2 separate regions of the Mus musculus genome follow, and region 1 is linked to region 2. Evidence: chromatin contacts called from public promoter capture Hi-C data. All regions are on one chromosome and are shown on one strand. Each heading gives the region's core, a stretch centred on a gene start, on an enhancer-like site or on the middle of the called end of the contact. The rest is flanking DNA. Distances are from core to core; before and after follow the strand shown. Region 1 holds the start of Prrg2 (proline-rich Gla (G-carboxyglutamic acid) polypeptide 2). Region 2 holds the start of 2310016G11Rik (RIKEN cDNA 2310016G11 gene).

Region 1 (4,837 bases), core at 234-2,733, 390 kb after region 2:
CAGGCCCTCGATGCCAGGGTCCTCTGAGGCCCTCACCGTCAGTGTGTTGTCCTCAAAGTACTCCCGGGCCTCCTCCCAGGAGCACCTCTCCTCCAGACACTCCCGTTCCAGGTTCCCAGGGGTCAGCAACTCCAGGTCCCAGTGGTTAGCACGAGGAAAACGCCTGCGGCCAACTAAGAAACTCTGGGCCTCTGGGGCATCCAGGAAGATGTCAAGAACTAAGGACATCAGAGTCAAAAGCAGAGTCCTTAGGATAGAGGACAAAGAAGACAAAGAACTATGGGGTCCTAGGGGTACGGACCAGGCCTGGAGAACCCTGAGCAAGAGGGGACAGAGTTTTCACCATTGGGCATGAAGGAGGAAGACTGGAGTCTGGAACTCTACTTCTGAAGCAGGGGGTGACCATGTGGATCTGAGGGGAGAAGCCGGGGCACAGACCCTAGGATCTGAGGGAGAAGCGTCCGGGTCCAGGAATCTAGGAAGTCTCCTGGCTAGGGAGAGGCAGAACTAAACCTCTGCAAGGCTCTTCTCCAAACACTCACCTTCAAACTTGAAGAGACTCAAACACTCACCTTGGTTTTGCTCTCTGTGAGGTGAGGTGTCCAGGCAGGTGGCCAATCCCATATAGACTAAGAGCAGGGAAGGACGGCCCCTCATACTGTGTGGACTCCCAGATGACAAATGCTGCAGCGGAGTTAGGAGGCCAGGACTCCCTGCCCGCACTCTGCCATCATGATAAAAGCAAGTAACCAACTCGTGTCCCATGCCAGACACCGTGGGTCTTTATCAACTCAGGACTTTATCAAGACAGGGTTTCTCTGTCTGTGTAGCCCTGGCTGTCCTGGAACTCACTCTGTAGAGCAGGCTGGCCTCAAACTCAGAACTCTGCCTGCCTCTGCCTCCCAAGCGCTGGGATTAAAGGTGTGCCACCACTGCCTGGCTCATCTTAATTTTCAAGCCAGTCCTATTACTCCTGCCATTTTTATAGGTGAAGAACGTGTTACCAGGTAGTAAAGTCATTTGCCTATTGTACCAGGTTTTCGAATGTCAGAGGAGGACTTTGGAGGTGACAATGATAAGCACACAGTTGCTGAGGCTTGCTTTCTCTACCTATCACAAACCTGACAACACACAGTAGGCATTTAAACAAGCTCATCATCAACCCTCTTCCCTTCCAGCCCAGCAGATTACATTCCAAGTCAGCCTCCCTCTACCTGTTGCCTCATCGAGCCTCAGAGATCAGAGACTACACGACAGATCAGGTCGTATATTTCTAGGTCTTGAAGGCTTGAGGAGACAGAGCCCTGGGGATCCACAGCCTAGAGCTTGGGTCCCAAGTTTCTAGATCCCAATAACGTGGGGAATCAGGACACCAGATCCTCTGCCCAGGAGTTTCTCGGGGAGCATGCACCCACTTACCTGGCCAGGGCTGGGAGCTCTGCCTCTCTTCTTTAACGAAGGCCCTCTGGGTCAGAGTAGCCAGCTGTGCAAAGGGGTAGGCAAGAGGGGAGGGGAGGAGAGGAGGGGAGCTCCTCCTGGGTTACTAGGCCCGAGCCGGCTACTGGCGAGGGGGCGGGGCTACTGATTACCTTCTTTGGGAGGGACTCAGGTAAGGGACAAAGTACTTAAAGGGACCATAGGATCAAGGTCTTCAGTGCCACGGCCCCACACAGAAGAAACAAGGCTTTCCGACACCATGGAGGGATCTAGGGGGCTTTATTAGAGTCTCCTCTTCCCTACTTGTCCAGCCCGAGTCTCTCTCTACAGACGACTTGGCAGAGCCAGGAAAATAAATCTTAGGTCTCAAGAGATCTACACACTGGTGGGAAGGGAATTCTTTGGTTCCTAGAATAACTGGGCGGTACCACAATAAATCTGTTTCCTGAGGATAACTTGAACAGTTTAGTCTCGAGATCTTTGAAAATTGTTTTTTCTATAATAGGGGAAAGAGTTCTCACTTATCGACTCTTAAGATGCAATGGGGGAAAAAATAAGTAATATATTTGGGGAACTGGATATCAGTCTCTTCGGGTGACAGAGTTAAGTCTCCAAACTCAAACTTGAAGAGACTCAAAGCAACTGCCCCGCTCTGGGTAATGCCTAGAACAGGCTAGGGTGTCTCCCAGAGTCAAACCACTTTCGCTCACCGGAACCTTCGAGTAGTCACTCACGTTTCCGGGGGGATGGAAGAGAAGAAGAAAGCACTTACCAAGCCAGGCGAAGCGCCTCCGCGACTAGGGGCAGAATTATTTCCGGTCTCCTCCTGTCGGGCGGAAGTAGGAGGAGTAGAGTTTAAAAACAGTACTCTTTTTCCGGTTCGGGACGTAGTTGAAGCAACGACAAGCCGGATAACCGCTCTTGAGGTAAGCTGCAGGCGGTGAGGGGTCGCGTCGCCAAGTTTCCTTCTTGTGGGAGAAATTTGCAGTTCTGAGGGAGGTAGGATAAGGTTTCGCACTCCGAATCCCTGTCAATCATTAACAGCGCTCTTGAACGCCTAGGTTGGAAGACGAACTACATTTCCCAGGATGCCTTGTACTGTCTCCCTCATCCTGGCTGGTTGTAGAAAATGTAGTTCCGCAGTAGAGGAGTGATGCGGACCAAGTGAGGGGGAACTTGGGGTTCCCTGTGTTAGTGAGAGTTGAGGTCGGATTTCTAGACAATGGTGAGGAGGGGAATGAGCAGTAGTGGTTTGGACCCTTGAAGGTTCCTTGAAGCAATTAAAATATTTTATTCTGCTTGAGACCGAGTCTCAGTATGTAGCCCTTGCTGTTATAGAACTCGCTATGTAGTTAGCCTCAAACTCACAAAGATCCGCCAACCTCTGCCGCCCAAGTGTTGAGATTAAAAGTGTGCACCACCACACCTAGCACTTATTACCCCCCCCCCCCCGCCCCATTGTTCGTTTTTGTTTTTTGGCTTTTCGAGACAGGGTTTCTCTGTGTAGCTCTGGCTGTCCTGGAACTAGCTCTGTAGACCAGGCTGGCCTCCAACTCAGAAATCCGCCTGCCTCTGACTCCCAAGTGCTGGGATTAAAGGCGTGCGCCACCACCCCAACGATTATTGTATTTTTTTGAGGCAAGGTGACATGTAGTCCAGGCTGCATCGAATTTCACTAAATATCTCTAAGGAGATTAAGATTTATTAGCTGGGCAGTGGCAAAAAAAAAAAGATTTATTTAAAGTAACGAGGGGGGGGATGGGTGGGATTAGGGTGCATGATGTAAAATTCACAAAGAACGTAGGACATTTGAAAGCCCCCAGAAGGAGATTTATTTAAAGGGGTATGGTAGACACATCTTTGATCCCAGAACTGGGCGCAGAGGTAGATGGATTTTCCTGAGTTTGAGACCAGCCAGGGCTACATAGTGAGACACTATCCTGAAAAGAAAAGGAAAGGAAAAGAAAAGAAATGCTTTCCTTTTATTTTATGTAAACGAGGGTTTTGCCTGTTTTTATGATTGTGCACTCCATGTGAATGCACTGTCTACAGAGCCCAGAAGGCCATTAGGTCCCCTAGAACTGGAGTTGTGAACTGCCATGTGTGTGTTAGGTATCAAACCCAGGTCCTTTGGAAGAACAGCCAGTGCTTTTAGCCACTGCCTCATCTCTCCAGCTTCTTAATTTGTTTTTTGTTTTTTTTGTTTGTTTTTTGTTTTGTTTTGTTTTGTTTTGTTTCTTGAGATGCACAACCTGGTACTGAAATTAAAGGCATGCAGTCCCCACTCCTGGCTCATGTTCTTATTTTCAATGAGGTTTATTGGGATATAATTTCACATACTGTATACTTTACCCACTTAGAGCAAACAATTCAGTGGTTTGTAGTATACGCCCAGAATTGTACTGACATCACCACTAACAATTTTAGAGCATGTTCTCTGGGTGTGGTACCACACCTGCACTCCCCTCAGTCCTGAGGAATTGAATGCCTTCTGGCCTCCAAGGGCAGCAGGCAGTAAGCTGCTTCAGAGATGTAATTACTCAGTAGGTAGAGGCTGAACAATCAACAGTTCAAGGTCATCCTCAGATGCATAGAGAATCCGAGGCCTGGACTACATGAACTACCCTCTCAAACTGGACATGGTTAACACCCCCTAAGAAAGATCTTGTCCCACATTCTTTGCCACTTAGTCTTTCTCACCCCCAGTTCTTGGCAGTCTCTAAACTCGTATGCATTTGCCTAATCGGCTGGGCTTTTGTGACTGGCTTCTCTCCCGCACTGTGTTGTTTCTAGGTCTGTCCCTGTTATGGCCTGTTTGCAGATGAACAGTCTGTTGTATGAGATATGCTGTGCCTTATTTCTCCATCAGTTGGTGGACCTTTAGGATTGTCTCTATTGGCTATACGAGGTGCTGCTGTGAGCATTTGTACACAAGGCTTATATGGACGTTCCAGGACAGCCAGGGCTATACAGAGAAACCCTGTCTCGAAAAACAAACAAAACAAAACAAACAAACAAACTATATATATATATTTTTATGTATGAGTGCTCTGTTTACACGTACACCTGCATGCCAGAAGAGGCATCAGATGTAGATGGTCGTGAGCCATCATGTGTTTGCTAGGATTTGAACTCAGGACCTCTGGAAGAACAGTGTTCTTAACCATTGAGCCATCTCCCCAGCCAGTTGTTGTTTTTGAGCAGGGTTTCTCTGTGCAGACCTGGCTGAGCTAGATCTGGCTCTGTAGACCAAGCTAGCCTCGAACTCAGAGATCCGTCAGCTTCTTCCTCCCAGGGGCTGGGGTGAAAGCTATGTATCATGCCTGGCTGTACTGGGTTTAGACCTGGGGGCAGCAAGCACCTTCCTAACTGATCTGGGCCGCAGGCTTACACATGTGCT
Region 2 (4,635 bases), core at 1,618-4,117:
CACCTGTGGCCCTCCAGGGCCACCTACATTTGGCGTCCGGGGCGCGTAGAGGAACGATTGGGCTGCCTCAGGCACCGGGCCTGGCCTGGAGGCTACCTTCCTCCCAGACACGGACATGGTCACTGCAGCCATGGTCTGTAGGAACAGAGTGGACACATCAGTTGGGACTGTCCCCTCTCCAATTTCTTTATTTTGGTCATACTGGGGCTTAAACCCCTCCTGCATGCTTGAGAAGCACTGAACCCCTGAGGCACGTTCCTAGACTTTTTAAATTTTTTATTTTTTTTTATTTATTTTTTTTTTTGGTTTTGGTTTTGGAACTTGCTCTTTAGACCAGGCTGTCCTTGATCTCAGAGATCAAGTGCCTCCTGAGTGCTGATATTAAAGGTGTATGCCACCACTGACCTTCAATTTTTATTTTAAAACAAGGTCTTGCTAAGTTGATTCAGGATGGCCTTGAACTTAGAACCCACCCTGCCCATAGCCATAGAGTAGATGGGATGATAAGACTGCCAACTGGCCCAGCTTTACTTTAAAAAAAAAAAGGCATTTCAACCAGGTGTGGTGGTGGCACAGGCCTTAAATCCTAGTACTCAAGATGACTGAGTTCAAGGCCAGCTTGGTGGACAGAGTGAGTTCCAGGACAGCCAGAGTCACACAGAGAAACACTGTCTTGAAAAATCAAAACAAACAAATAAATAAACACATTAATTAATTTAAAAAATCACTTATTATGGGGCTGGAGCGAGGTCGCAGCAGTTGAAAGCATATATTGCACTTTCTGAGAACCTGAGTTTTGTTCCCAGCACCTGTATCCAGGGTTCACAACTGCCCGTGGTTCCAGCTCCTAGATACCCTGTGCTTCCACAGGCACCTGCACTTACACATACCCCACCACCACCACACACCACACACACACACACACACACACACACACACACACACACCACACACACACCACACACACACACACACACATCACACACACCACACACACACCACACACACCACACACACACCACACACACCACACACACACACACCACACACACACACACATCACACACACCACACACACACACACACACACCACACACACACACACCACACATACCACACACACACCACACACACACACACACCACACATCACACCACACACACACACACACACACACACACACAGTTTAAAGTAATATAAATAACCTTCCTGTAAAAGACCTATTATTTGTGTGTATGTGTGCTTGGCTGAGATTATATGCACCACATGTATGCAAGTTCCCACAGTGGTCAGAAGGTGGCAGCAGCTCCCTGGAACTGGAGCAACGTGTTATGGTTGCAGCTCTCTCCAAGAACAATCAGTGCTATAAAACGTCAGCAGTCTCTATACCCCACTTTTTTATAAAAAAGAAAAAACCACATTTACATGTAAGGGTGCTTGCCTGCATGTGGTATGTTTATACCACATGCATCCAGTATCCATGGAGGCCAGAAGAGGGATTCCCGAGAACTGTAGATACGCATAGCTGGCTCTGAACCATCATGTAGGTCCTGGGGCTTGAGATCCTCTGGGAGAGCAGCCAGCCAGAGCTGTTACCACACAGCCACCTCTCCAGTACCCACCCCCAAATGTGGTTACTATAAAACTTAAATACACTCATGGCTTGGGCTCTGTTTATACTAGACAGTAAATACCATTCTCATCTCAAGAAACAGAATAAAAAGATACATTGTTATAAACATGCAAATGGTTTAAATGGTGATAAATGGCTGTGGGAGGTATAGGGCAGGGGAACTATACCTCCTGCTGGGGCTGGGACTGTGTTCACATTTTTAACTGGACTGACTGGAGAACCCTTCCCTAAAGACTCAGGTCTTTAAAGACCTGAGTGACTCTAACCAGCAGGCTACTGGGGTGCAGGGACAAAGCAAAGGCCCTGGGACAGGAATGTGCCTTGTGTCTGCAGCTGAAATGAGAAGAGGGCAGGAGGTGAGGTGGCAAGGACAGTAAAGGTTGCCACCACGGTTGACACTCTAAGATGGGGCCCAGGTGGGGCACGGCTGACGTTTTGTGCACCGCTCGGTCGTGCCTGCCCCATAATTACAGGTTGATTGCCCAGTCCCTGAAGTCTCTCTGGCTTCATGCATTCACTCGTTCTCACGTTCAGTCAACATTCTCAGAGGCCTTTCAGAGCCCAGGCTCTGGAAACCTGTCACGAGTTGCTGGGGCCCTGCCTTTCAGCAGGTCTTGGGGTATGGACCCAGCTAAGTCTCAAGACTCTTTAAGAAAGCTTGCAAGAGGCAGTCAGGGTGTCTGGGCCTTTCCCCCTACTTCCAGGGATGCTGACTAGGAAACACAGCCAATTCAGGGTTGTCCAATATCCTGCAGAAAATGGCCCACAGCAAGCAGCCCCTACTGACCCACCGCCTCATCCCCACTCAGACAACACCTGAAGACACCTGCATCTCTGCTTTCCATTTTCACTTCTGTGTACCAGGCTAATGGCACCTCCAACACACACCTTAGGGGCATCCATCCAAGCGCTCAGCTTGTTCAAGAGGTGTCCTCCCAGATCTTGTTCTCTCAAGCTTGCCCCAGGAGCCTCTCCCACATGCAAACCTCCTCTGCCTCGGGACCCTCTTGGCCCTCCTCACACACACCAACCTCAGTAGCCTGGTTCCCACTCACTTTGGCCCCCTGTGCTCCACAAATGGTCAGCCCAAAGAGCCGAGGATCGCCCCAGGCTCCAGTGTGGTAGATACACCCAGAGCCAAGCCCCATCCCAGGGACTTTAACCCACCCCACCCACTTGCTTCCTCTCCAGCCCTGTAGCCTTTGACCAGGAAGAGTTTGGTGGCTTTGTACCTCACAGCCCTGCTGTTCCCAACAGCTTAAGAGCAGCCGCAAGCCTCCTCAGACCAAGAGTCCAGGCCCAGAACCCCGGAGTGGGATCTCCAGCCCTGTCTCCATTGGACACGGGTGATGTCGAGAGGTTTGCTGCAGCCGTGGGTCGGAAGTGGGGATGTGGGGATTCAGGGAAGTTAACCAAGCCAAGAGGGTGGGCCCAGGGCCTGGCCCCAAATGGCTGAGCCCCAGCCACACACCCCTCCCTCAGGCAGCAGGAATGCGGTGCCAGGACTCATTAGTGTCACTTAGGCAGGTGAGAGCACCTGGGAGGAGCAGACAGAGCTGTGTGGAAAAGGAAAGCAGCCAGGGCCCCGCCCGCCTGGGCAGAGGCTGGGGCAGCACCAAGCTTATGACCTCAGCTAATGGGTGACATAGATCCCGTCCTGCCCCAGCCTCCTCCCTCAGACTCAAGGGGCCAGGACCCACCTTCTTCCCTCAGACACAGGGGTCCTGACCCCAGCTCTCCTCCCTCAGGCCCAGACGTCCAGACCCCAGTTTCTCTCTCAGATTCAGGGGTCCAGAACCCAACCTCTTCCTACAAACCCAGGGGTACTGACCCCAGCCCAGCCTCCTCCCTCAGTCCTAGATTGGTCAGGACCCGGTCCTTTTTCCTCAGACCCTGGGATCCTGGCCCCAGCCCTTCTCCCTCAGGTACAGAAGTCCAGACCTCAGCTTTCCTCCCTCAGGCACACGAGTCCAGACCTCAGCCCTCCTCCTTCAGACACATGAGTCCAGACCTCAGCCCTCCTCCTTCAGACACATGAGTCCAGACCTCAGCCCTCCTCCTTTAGACACTAGGGTCCAGACCTCTGCTCTCCTCGCTCAGACACTGGGTTCCACGCTCAGCTTCTTCCCTCTGACTTGGGGTACCTGGCTCATTATCGCTCTGGGAGCATGGATCCTAACTCCCTCTCGTCCCGACCCAGCGCCCTATGGCATAGCTCCTTTATCCCGCGGATCCCGAGGCTACCTGGGCGCCTGGCGGTAGAGATGGGGAGGCCTCCGAGTCCAGATCCTCTCCAGCACCCAGGTGAGGCCGGCTCTGCGGTCCAGCAAGAGGTGGGGCCTCTCCCGTCAGGAAGGCAGGACCGGGTTCTGACGTCTCCTGACACCTGCCGGGCTGGGCGGGGGGCGGGGCCTGGCACAGCAGCCAGCAAAGATAGAACCTGTTGCCAAGTGGGCGGCTGTGGGCAAAGGTGAAGGGCTGGCACAGAGCCGGACTAAGTATGCTAGGGTTCGAATCTCCCTCCAGCCTTCTGAACCTTCACTTTCTTCGCTAGGAATTGAGGCTCATGAGATCAACAAAAATTATTTGAGGAAAAGGACCCAGGTCTCTGTTCTGTTTTATCGTGGTTTTTTTTTTTTTTTTCTTTCTTTCTTTCTTTCTTAGAATCTCAGTTTCCTGAACCCTGGAAGTGGGATGCCCCAATCCTCAGATATGATGTCAAAATGCTATGCCAGCCTCAGGCTTGGGTCTTCTCCTCAATCGAGAAGGTGATCGAGGAGGAGACATCGGGTGATCATGCCTACGATAAACTTGTGGCTTAAGAGGTGTTAAGAGGTATGGCTTACAGAACAATTTATTTTTGTTTTTTGTTTTTCAGATACAGGGTCTTAAGTAGCCCAGGCTCGCCTGGAACTCATCATGTAGCTGAGGCTGGTCTTGAACTCCTGATTACTATTATGATGTTTAAAAAAAAAAAAAAGCCACAGGGCCAGGCACACCAG

The links. Promoter capture Hi-C pulls out the DNA fragments that hold promoters and counts their contacts.
Region 1: a promoter capture Hi-C map of stem cell-derived epiblast-like cells shows a contact between it and region 2, with 2.1 times the contacts expected there. The contact joins the promoter of Prrg2 here to the promoter of 2310016G11Rik in region 2. A contact is called at or near these places in 1 of 39 promoter capture datasets (stem cell-derived epiblast-like cells) and 1 of 115 datasets of contacts at active chromatin or transcription factors (embryonic stem cells).

What each region holds. Positions count from the first base shown.
Region 1 is chr7:45,060,169-45,065,005 of GRCm38.p6, forward strand. It overlaps Prrg2 (proline-rich Gla (G-carboxyglutamic acid) polypeptide 2), which reads right to left and starts at 1,484. Exons shown (of 7, transcript NM_022999.1): 1 at 1,420-1,484; 2 at 573-724; 3 at 37-218. The coding sequence starts at 657. It overlaps Nosip (nitric oxide synthase interacting protein), which reads left to right and starts at 2,261. Exons shown (of 9, transcript NM_025533.3): 1 at 2,261-2,363.
Region 2 is chr7:44,665,366-44,670,000 of GRCm38.p6, forward strand. 2310016G11Rik (RIKEN cDNA 2310016G11 gene) reads left to right here and starts at 2,868. Exons shown (of 5, transcript NR_152106.1): 1 at 2,868-2,992; 2 at 3,834-3,937; 3 at 4,298-4,468. It overlaps Myh14 (myosin, heavy polypeptide 14), which reads right to left. Exons shown (of 42, transcript NM_001271540.1): 2 at 1-135. The coding sequence starts at 132.